Linked DNA regions of Mus musculus: all the other regions are linked to region 3. Evidence: chromatin contacts called from public Hi-C and HiChIP or PLAC-seq data. All regions are on one chromosome and are shown on one strand. The core of a region is the stretch at or near the end of the contact, and the rest is flanking DNA. Distances in the headings are between cores, read along the strand shown.

The links. Hi-C and Micro-C count contacts between places; a contact is called where the count stands out from the background. HiChIP or PLAC-seq counts read pairs in DNA pulled down with a chosen protein or histone mark.
Region 1: a contact with region 3 is called in a Hi-C map of CD4 T cells, with 2.7 times the contacts expected there. The contact joins the promoter of Rcc1l here to the promoter of Bud23 in region 3. A contact is called at or near these places in 4 of 39 promoter capture datasets (cranial neural crest, frontonasal cranial neural crest, hippocampal neurons and 1 more) and 1 of 484 Hi-C or Micro-C datasets (CD4 T cells).
Region 2: a contact with region 3 is called in an H3K27ac HiChIP or PLAC-seq map of microglia, with 5 times the contacts expected there. The contact joins the promoter of Clip2 here to the promoter of Bud23 in region 3. A contact is called at or near these places in 2 of 484 Hi-C or Micro-C datasets (both in embryonic stem cells), 2 of 115 datasets of contacts at active chromatin or transcription factors (microglia and pancreatic cancer cells) and 1 of 9 other capture datasets (adipose tissue).

The regions. Positions count from the first base shown.
Region 1 is chr5:134,175,157-134,178,273 of GRCm38.p6, forward strand. Rcc1l (reculator of chromosome condensation 1 like) reads right to left here and starts at 1,611. Exons shown (of 11, transcript NM_033572.2): 1 at 1,244-1,611. The coding sequence starts at 1,558.
Region 2 is chr5:134,551,037-134,553,807 of GRCm38.p6, forward strand. Clip2 (CAP-GLY domain containing linker protein 2) reads right to left here and starts at 1,398. Exons shown (of 17, transcript NM_009990.3): 1 at 1,010-1,398.
Region 3 is chr5:135,063,708-135,066,407 of GRCm38.p6, forward strand. Bud23 (BUD23, rRNA methyltransferase and ribosome maturation factor) reads right to left here and starts at 1,252. Exons shown (of 13, transcript NM_025375.4): 1 at 817-1,252; 2 at 307-468; 3 at 177-214. The coding sequence starts at 354. It overlaps Dnajc30 (DnaJ heat shock protein family (Hsp40) member C30), which reads left to right and starts at 499. Exons shown (of 1, transcript NM_025362.3): 1 at 499-1,658. The coding sequence starts at 544. The coding sequence ends at 1,203.

The DNA of each region.
Region 1 (3,117 bases), core at 361-2,860, 890 kb before region 3:
AAAAATAAATTAAAAAACTGTAGGGCTTGGCAGTATAGCTCAGTGGTAGAACACTTGCCTTTAACAATGTGACACAATCCTGGGTTTGACTCCCACCATCACAAACCACACTTCTATAAAGTATAAATAAATACTTTTTATTGCTACCAAAAGAAAGGGTGAGTGGGTGCTTGTTTGTTTGTTTCCAACTAAAGATGTTAACACAACCAGGTAGCTAGAAGCAAAAAGACCTCTGTATAGAAAAGAGAACTGGGAGGGAGAAAGTAGCTCAGTGGACACAGTGCTTGTAGGGCAAAAACCCTTGGGTTCCCCGTCCCCAGCACCACTTAAACCAGAAACGGTTGCACACGGCTATAATAACAGCATTTCGAGGGTAAAGACAGGGTCTCACTGTGTAGCCCAAGCTAGAGTACAACTTGTGGCAATCCTCTTGTCTCAACCGTCCAGTCCAAGTCCTGGGACTACAGATGTGAGCCACCACGGCTGCCGGGCTGAGCCCTTTTGAAAAGTGAGCCTCTTCCCCGCCCCCCCTTTTTGACAGGGTTTCTCTGTGTACCCCTGGCTGTCCTGGAACTCTGTAGACCAGGCTGGCCTCGAACTCAGAAATTAGCCTGCCTCCGCCTCCAAGTGCTGGGATTAAAGGCGTGAGCCACCTTAGAAGCTCCATGGGCAACCTCCTATTTCCCCTCTAACCGCTCAGATGAGCATCTCCTTTTCCGGCTGCCCATCACTGACTCTAGCCGACACACCTCCGACCTGTGGAATGTCCCGTCCCTCAAGGGAGCTGTCTAGTCTAAGTTACAAATACCACCATTTACACCCAGCTGTGGGGCCCTGGACCTTACTTGACCTCTCTGCTACTCCCTTTCATCCTCTGTAACTGGGAGGTGACAGCTCCGGCCTTTTGGGGGGGGGGGGGGCCTGAGCGAATGATCTAAGGGCAGAATCCTTGGTGCGATTGTCAAGCTACGCCAATGGGCAAGAAAGTAAGGGAAGACACCAAACTCTCTCGAGCCACAAGCAAACTGCTAAAAATGCTGAACGAGACCCCAAGATCCACAGACGTGATAAACAGGCTCAGCAGTGAAGGACGGAGCACTGGGAGAAACAGACTTCTCGGCAGCCACCCCTCATGCCTCCCTCTGCAGATCCCGGGATCTCGGAGGTCATTGCTCCCGGAAATCCGGCCACGCGGGGAAGAAAGTTCCCTAAGAGATGCCAGCGAGGATGCCACTGCCCCCACCTTATGATCCAGCTCCAGGCGGTAGGGGACCGGCTGGATCCTGCGTCGGGGCCGCAGGCCGGCGCGCGGTCCAGGCCCCGAGGACGGCACCACGAAGCTGGGCACCCCGAGCGCCCCGGAGAAGCTGAAGCCCCAGACGAAGACGCGATCGGCGCGAGCCGCGCGCTCGCCCACGTACTGAAACACCGGAACGTCCGCCTCGGCCTCGGCCGCTTCTCGCCGGCTCCGCGAACGGCCGGCCGGTGTCCAGTGCTCGCGAGCCGGTGTCGGCCACCTCGGCCGCGGCCCCCGCAGAGCCCGGGCCGCCGCCAACATCCTCCGCGTCACGCCTCAACCGCTTATGGGCGCCGCCATCTTGTGTCACCCTTGACCTCTAGCCTGGCGGAAGTAGATACGGCCATGCTTACTACTGGCTGAAGGCGACGCGCTAAGGGAAAGACAACCATGTTTACTATTGGCAGATGATTACTACTCCAGGAAAGCAAAGACTTGAGAAGGCTATGGCTTCACCGTCTATCCATGAGTAGGGGACTTAAATGAGTGTCAAGCTATTATTTGAAGATGTCTGTGAAGTGTTCTATGATTCTTACTGCCCCTTTTTAAATTCTGTGTGTGTGTGTGTGTGTGTGTGTGTGTGTGTGTGTGTGTTAGTTTTGGTGTGGAGTTACTTAGGTGGAGCTGGGAATTGAACCCAGGTCCTCACACATCCTTAGGGTATAGGTTAACACAGACTACTCTCCCAATTCCAAGAAGTGTTTTGTATAAATACTGAAAGGAGACAGAGGGAACATCCTAGATGCTTATCTCATGGAAGCAAAACTGGGGAAGGTAGCTGGGCACAGTGGTTCACACCTGTAACCCCAACTTTAGGCTGAGGCAGGAATATTGCTGCAAATTGCAAACCACCCTAGAAGAAAGAAAACCTATTAATATATATGGTTTGTTTGTTTGTTTGTTTGTGACAGAATCTCATTATTTAGCCCTAACTGGCCTGGAACTTGCTTTGTTCCTGTAGACCAGGATAACTCAAACCTGCCCCTGCCTCCTGAATGGTGTGTGCCACCATACCCAGCACTGATTGGTTGATTTAGTTTATTTTAGGCGGTTTTATTTCATGCATATGGGTACTTTACCTGCATGTATATCTGTGTACCCTGCGTGTATAGTGTCTGTGGAGGCCTCAGAAGAGGGTGTTAGATTCTCTAGAACTGCAGTTACAGTTGATACCCCACTCCCACACACCCCCATGTGAATGCTAGAATTAGAACTCTGGTCCTCTGGAAGAGTAAACAGTATTTTGTTTTGTTTGTCATTGTTGTTGCACAGTGTTCTTAACTCTTGAGCCCTCTCTCCAGCCCTCTAATTGAATATTTTTCTAAGACAGGGTCTCACTCTGTAACCCAGGCTAGCCTCTACCTCACTACAGTTCTCCTACCCCAGCCTCCCAAGTGATGGGATTACAGACCCATGCCAGTGTGCCAGGTTCAACCCTGATTAAACTACACCTGGCTTCCAGGGGCCCTTCTTACTTCCTTTAGATCTCAATTCCAGCATGAAGGCTACACAGAGAAATTCAGTCCCTGAAATAAAGACTACAGTCCATGGCAGGGCTTCCTAAAAGTTATCCCCTAATACAGAGTGGATCCTTCCCCCCGAACTCCCTTTGCTCATCCTTAGTGTGTATTTCTTGATAAACAGGAACGTACTAATTAGTTTTCCTTCAGATGGGTCTCATGTAGCCCAGGCTGAGCTTGAATTCATTATGTACCCAAGGATGGCCTTGAACTCTTGACCTTTTTGCCTATCTCCAGTGTTCACCACTATGCCAAGTTTACACAGTCCTGGGATGGAACCCAGAGCATCCTGCATGCTAG
Region 2 (2,771 bases), core at 148-2,647, 510 kb before region 3:
ACAACTGATGGGGAGAGGCCTCTGGCTCACAGCAAAGGGAAGGTGGCCCCACGTGGTGCTCTCTAGCTCCTCAGAGCACAGCCCTAGGCCAGCCCCATCCCCAGCGTCCTCTGTCGGGGCACCCTTCAAGATTAAAGCCAATTCCTAGTTCCACAACCGTCCAGGCCCCTGCCCATTTGTAGTCCAGAAGACAGGAGCGGGATCTCAGAGGCTGGATTGTGATTCCTCTACCCCTAAGGTGTTCCTCTGCAACGACCTTTCCAGGCTTTGGCCAGGATCGGGAGAAGGCACGCGTGGCAAAGCCCAGTGAGTCCAGGACAAACACACAGGCCCCTCCTGAGGATCCACGCGGGCTAGCCCTGGAGGCTCAGCCCTGCATCCTGCGTCGCCACTGCCCCTCCCTGGGGGGAGGGAAAAAAACTGCTGCCTCACCAGCTACCAGCGCCAGCTTGGGGGGGCAACCCTGCGGAAAGCCACCCTGCCTGGGCCTCCCCCTTACCCTATCCTCTGCCAAGCCAGGCTCTCCAATCAAGTTTTGCTAAGGGCACCAACCAGGCGACCCCAGGTGGCGGGGCGGGGGCCTCCGTGTCTCATCCCAGATGCCAGGTCTGAAGATGAGAGCTGATGGCCGCGCCCACCAGGCTGTGCCCCCACAGAGCCTGTGTGAGCCTTCCCCAAGAGCTCTGCAGCTTGTCCTGGATCCGCTCTTGGAAAGAGGACGCCAACAAAAACACCCGAATCCCAAGCTATGGATGTTTGCACCATCTGGACGTGCAATCCAGGGGCGCCCCCAACCCCAGCAGCGACCTGGGTTAAGGAAGTTGGGGTTCACCCCGCCCACGCCCACCAGCGGCAGCGACCCTGTCCGCTGTCCTTGCCCACGCGACGACAATGGCTTGGTGATAGCACCCCCTTTTCTTTCCAGGATAGGGTGCCGCCGCCCCCCGCGACTCTGCGTCCTTTGTTGCCCGCGCGCCCCCATCGCGCGCGTCCCCAGAGCGGCGCCTACCTTGGAGCTCCAGCAGCGACCAGGACCCGACACCCCTCGCCTCCTCTTGGTCCGCGCGTCCCGGGAACGAGGATGCTGCGCCGGTCTCCTCACGCCGATACACTAACCGGGTCTCCGCGCTCGGAGTCCGGGCCTCGCACAGGATCTACGTCCAGAAGGGGATAGAGGGAGGGGCCGATCCAGTAAGCCCGGCCGCTGCCTGCGCGCCCCGAGGCGGAGCCGAGCTGAGTCGAGCCGAGCGGGGCCGAGCCGGGAAGATCCGAGCCAAACGGGGCGGAGGCGAGAGAAACCGAGCAGAGCGGAGCCCGGTGGAGCCCTGCCAAGGTGAGCCGAGCCCAGCCGAGAGAAGCCGAGCGCCAGGAGAGCTCAGCGGCCAGAGAGCGAACAAAAGGGGCCGGCGTAGCGGCGGGCGCAGGAAGGCGGGGCCCGGAGCGCGGGGGGTGGGGGGGAGGTTGGGGGCGGTGCCCACAATCCTGGTCTCCGGGTTCTCAGGCAACAGTGACGCGCAAAGACTGGGGAGCGGGCGGGCAGAGAAGTCTTAGGAACCTGGTCTTCCCCATCAAGACCATCTACAGCTGACTTGAGCCTTGGAAATAGATTTCACTCACAGGCCCTTCAGCCCTACGCATTTATGTGTGTTCCAGTTTCTGTTTCAACCCTGCATTGCTTATGTAAATATTCCATATAAGGAGACTGAGACACTTAGGAACGTAAGGGGGCGGGGCTGGGATCTGGAAGGCTTTTCGCAAGGGTTGACTTAGGGACTGTGTTCAAAGAGGCGAGGAAGGGGAATGATGCAAATGACCAGAGAGCTTCAGGGGTACCACCTGACACCTGACACTAGGCAAACTGAGCGGGAGGACAAGCGGAGCTACACAGTGAGACTCTGTCTCAAAAAAATCCTTAAGGTCTCACTCAGCGTGGTGGTACGTTAACCTCTGGACCTCAGTTTCCCCATCTTTAAAGGAGGCAGGGTGTTTTTTAGTTCATCAGAACAAAAAGGTAGTTGTGCATTGATGCCAACAGTAGGCCAGCCCAGAGGAACTCTTGCAGTGAAGAGAGTCTGTGTGAGAAGAGCCAAATTCCTCAGAAGTGGACCGTATACAAAGTAAAGAGTGGGTTGTTCGAGAAAGAGCAAGTTTTACGTAGCTAGATGGACAGTTTCAGTGTTGAAATAGGACCTAAATCATGGCAGACTGGAACGAATCCACCTCTTAGGTTGGGTCCTGGCTTAGAGGTAGAGCACCTACCTAGGATAACCCCAGGGAGGGGCTGGGGGCGGGGCTCAGGGGTAGAGCCCCTGCTTAGCATTACTGAAGCCCCAGGTTCCATCCACTAACAGAAAAATGAAATAGCTGGCCATGGTAGCACCTGCCTTTAATCCCAGCACTTGAGACGCTGTAACAGACTGATCCGTATTAGTTTAAGCCCAGCCTGGTCTACATAGAGAGTTCCAGGCCAGACAGGGCTACATAGTCTCAAAAAGAAGGAAAATTAATACCACAGATAAAAGAGTTAAAGTTCACACTTCAACCATCAACCATAGTTCTCTGTCTGTAAACCCTTCAATGTGTGTCTTAGAAAGAAAGGATGAGGGCTGGAGAGATGGCTCAGTGGTCAAGGGCATACATTTCAGCTGGGTGTGGTGGTGCATGCCTTTAATTTCAGCAAGTTAGGGGCTGCACTCTGTAGCTTGAAGCCAGCCTGGTCTGCATAACAAGTTCCATGCCAGCCAAAAGTATACAGTGAAACCCTGTCTCAA
Region 3 (2,700 bases), core at 2-2,501:
TTACCGGTGGCAGAACTGCATGTACGCAGACCCACACACACACACACACACACACACACACACACACACTCACACACACTCCCAAATTCTACATGCTTTCCAAGGGACGCCCATAATCGGGGCGACTCGCCGATCCCGACCCCCGCGATGCCGCTCAACAGCCATGCTCTCCTCACTTGCGAACGTATTTCCGGGCTTCATTCTGGTCATAAAACTGTTGAGAAGAGAAAAACACATGGGAGTTTTAAGGGAAGAATCCAAAAGCAGTCATTCTAGAAAAAGACCAAGACCTGGCGGGGCTCTCACCAGCTCCGGCGGTCCGCTGTGTTCGGGTCTCCGGCTACGAGATGCCATCTCGATGGTATGGCAACGCTGGGACCGGCGAGCACTAGCGCGACGCTTTGACGTCATCAATCTGCGCCCGCCTCAGGCGGACCTTTTCCCCCGCCTTTCCTTTTATTTGATTGGCTAGAAGGTGGGGACGCCGCTCAGGATTCGAGGCCTCCATTGGCTGCCTCGGCGCCGCCCCCTCCCAGCCACAACATGGCGGCCGCGCGCTGCCTGGGGTGGACCCTGTCACCGCTATGGAGATGGTGGCAGGTCCGGGGGTTGCCTCCGAGTTCCGCCACGGGTTTGTGCTCGCGAGGGAGGACTTACTCCCGCACCGCCCTCTATGAGCTGCTGGGCGTCCCCTCCACGGCCACGCAAGCACAGATCAAAGCGGCGTACTACCGGCAGAGCTTCCTCTACCATCCGGATCGCAACCCCGGGAGCGCCGAGGCCGCCGAGCGCTTCACGCGCGTCTCCGAAGCTTACCTGGTCTTGGGCAGCACCATCCTCCGGCGCAAGTATGACCGAGGTTTGCTCAGCGACCAGGACCTGCGCGGACCTGGCGTCAAGCCCTCTAAGACGCCCGTGGCCGATCCCGCTCCTCCTCGCCCTCCTCCCTACACCCCTCGGGCTCCCGGTGGCTCTAGGGCTTCTCCCGGCGACGGTCGCACCATGTTCGACTTTGACGCCTTCTACCAGGCGCACTACGGAGAGCAGCTAGAGAGAGAACGGCGTTTGCGCGCCCGGAGGGAAGCCCTTCGCAAAAAGCAGGAGAACCAGGCCAACAAGGGGACCAGCTGGGACGATACACGAGACGCCACTTTCTTTGTCGTCCTTTTCCTTATCTTCGTCTTTGTTGGCTTTCGTATTTAATCGGAGAAAAGGAGGGGAAGGGATCCAGCCCAAGCAACCTTCCTTTCTAGACCTTTGAACCATTGGTCTGCGATTGACTTGACTTCCTCTAGTGGTGTTCTCTTGACCCTCCTCACACCCTCCAGCCTGGCCAGTGATCAACACATCCCTCTCCTTTGGTCCAGAAAAAGACGCTTTTCAGTGGCCAAGAAAGAGGCCCCCGGATAAAGATTCCTGTGAAGACCAGAAATTTAAGTGCTTTCCAGAGTCCCCTGGGTGCCTGTTCATTTCTAGAAGTTACCTTCAGTTGCCAACTCCCAGAACACTTGCTGCGGTTTTAACCAGAAGCCCTGAGCAAGATTTGCCCTGTCCCCTGCCACATGTCTGTATAATAGGTGGTGTTTCCCCTGTAACTGCTGAACTGTGCAATACGACTGGTTGTCCGATGCCAAAAAGATTTAATTCTTGGGGACTCGAGTGAAATTTGTTTTTCTGTGTTACCCCAAGCCACAGGTGAGACTTGATCAAAGATCCAGCAGACGCTGGGGATGTAGCTCTGTGAGAGAATGCTAGCAACAAAAGGCACAGGGTTTAGGCCCCAACTCTGTTATCTTTTGTGTCCTCCTTCCCCACTAAGAAAAAGAGTCAAAGATTGCCAATTTTTTCCCCTCAGTTCTGTACCACACCATTTCTGTTGTGTGGAAGTGAGAAAAAAAAAAAAAAAAAACAAAGGCTTGAGGGTAAGGAATGCAGTTCTGTGTCTAGGGAGTGCCCTTGGGTGCTGTGTGAACCTAACAGCAGAAGGATATGATTTGTCCTTCATATTTTTCTCCACAGTGGTGGTGTAGGGTGGTGTTACTGGAGCCAAGTTCATCTTGGGGCAGCTTGCATGCCTGTCCTTGGTCTTTCTTTCGCTAGCTGCTTGCATTGCTAAGTGTGCAGCCTGTTAACTGTGACAAGACTTGGAGGTTGAGTTCTTGAGTGTGGTCCTCTCATCTATGGTGCTGATCACAAGCGCCCTAAGTCAAATCCCTCTAGTGAGGCTCCTGGACTGTGTGAGTAATCTGAGCCTAGAAGAAGCAGTAGGCTCACTGGTCAAGGTATAGACCAAGGGTAGGTCTCTAATCCAGGGAGGCTGAGTCTGGGGGTTTGTGACCAATCACTTAGCAAGATCTGTCTTTAAAAGGATACAAAGTGACACACAGGGGCCGTGTGCAAAGCCAAGAGACTCCAGCACCACCTCAGAGCTCAGGCTGTAGCCCAGTGGATCGGATACATGCCTTGAATGCACAAATCCCTGAGTTCCACCCCAGCACCACATAAACCAGGCTTCATGGCACTGTGATCTTGGCACATTTTGGAAACAATATCAACTTTGTATCACAGACTAGCCTAGAACTTTCCATCCCCTGCCTCAGTGTCCTGAGGGCTAGGACCGCAAGCATGGGCCACAGACCCACAGGGATAAAGGAGGCTTTCAGGAGAACTGCCAGAAAGTGGTTCACTTGGTAACATTGT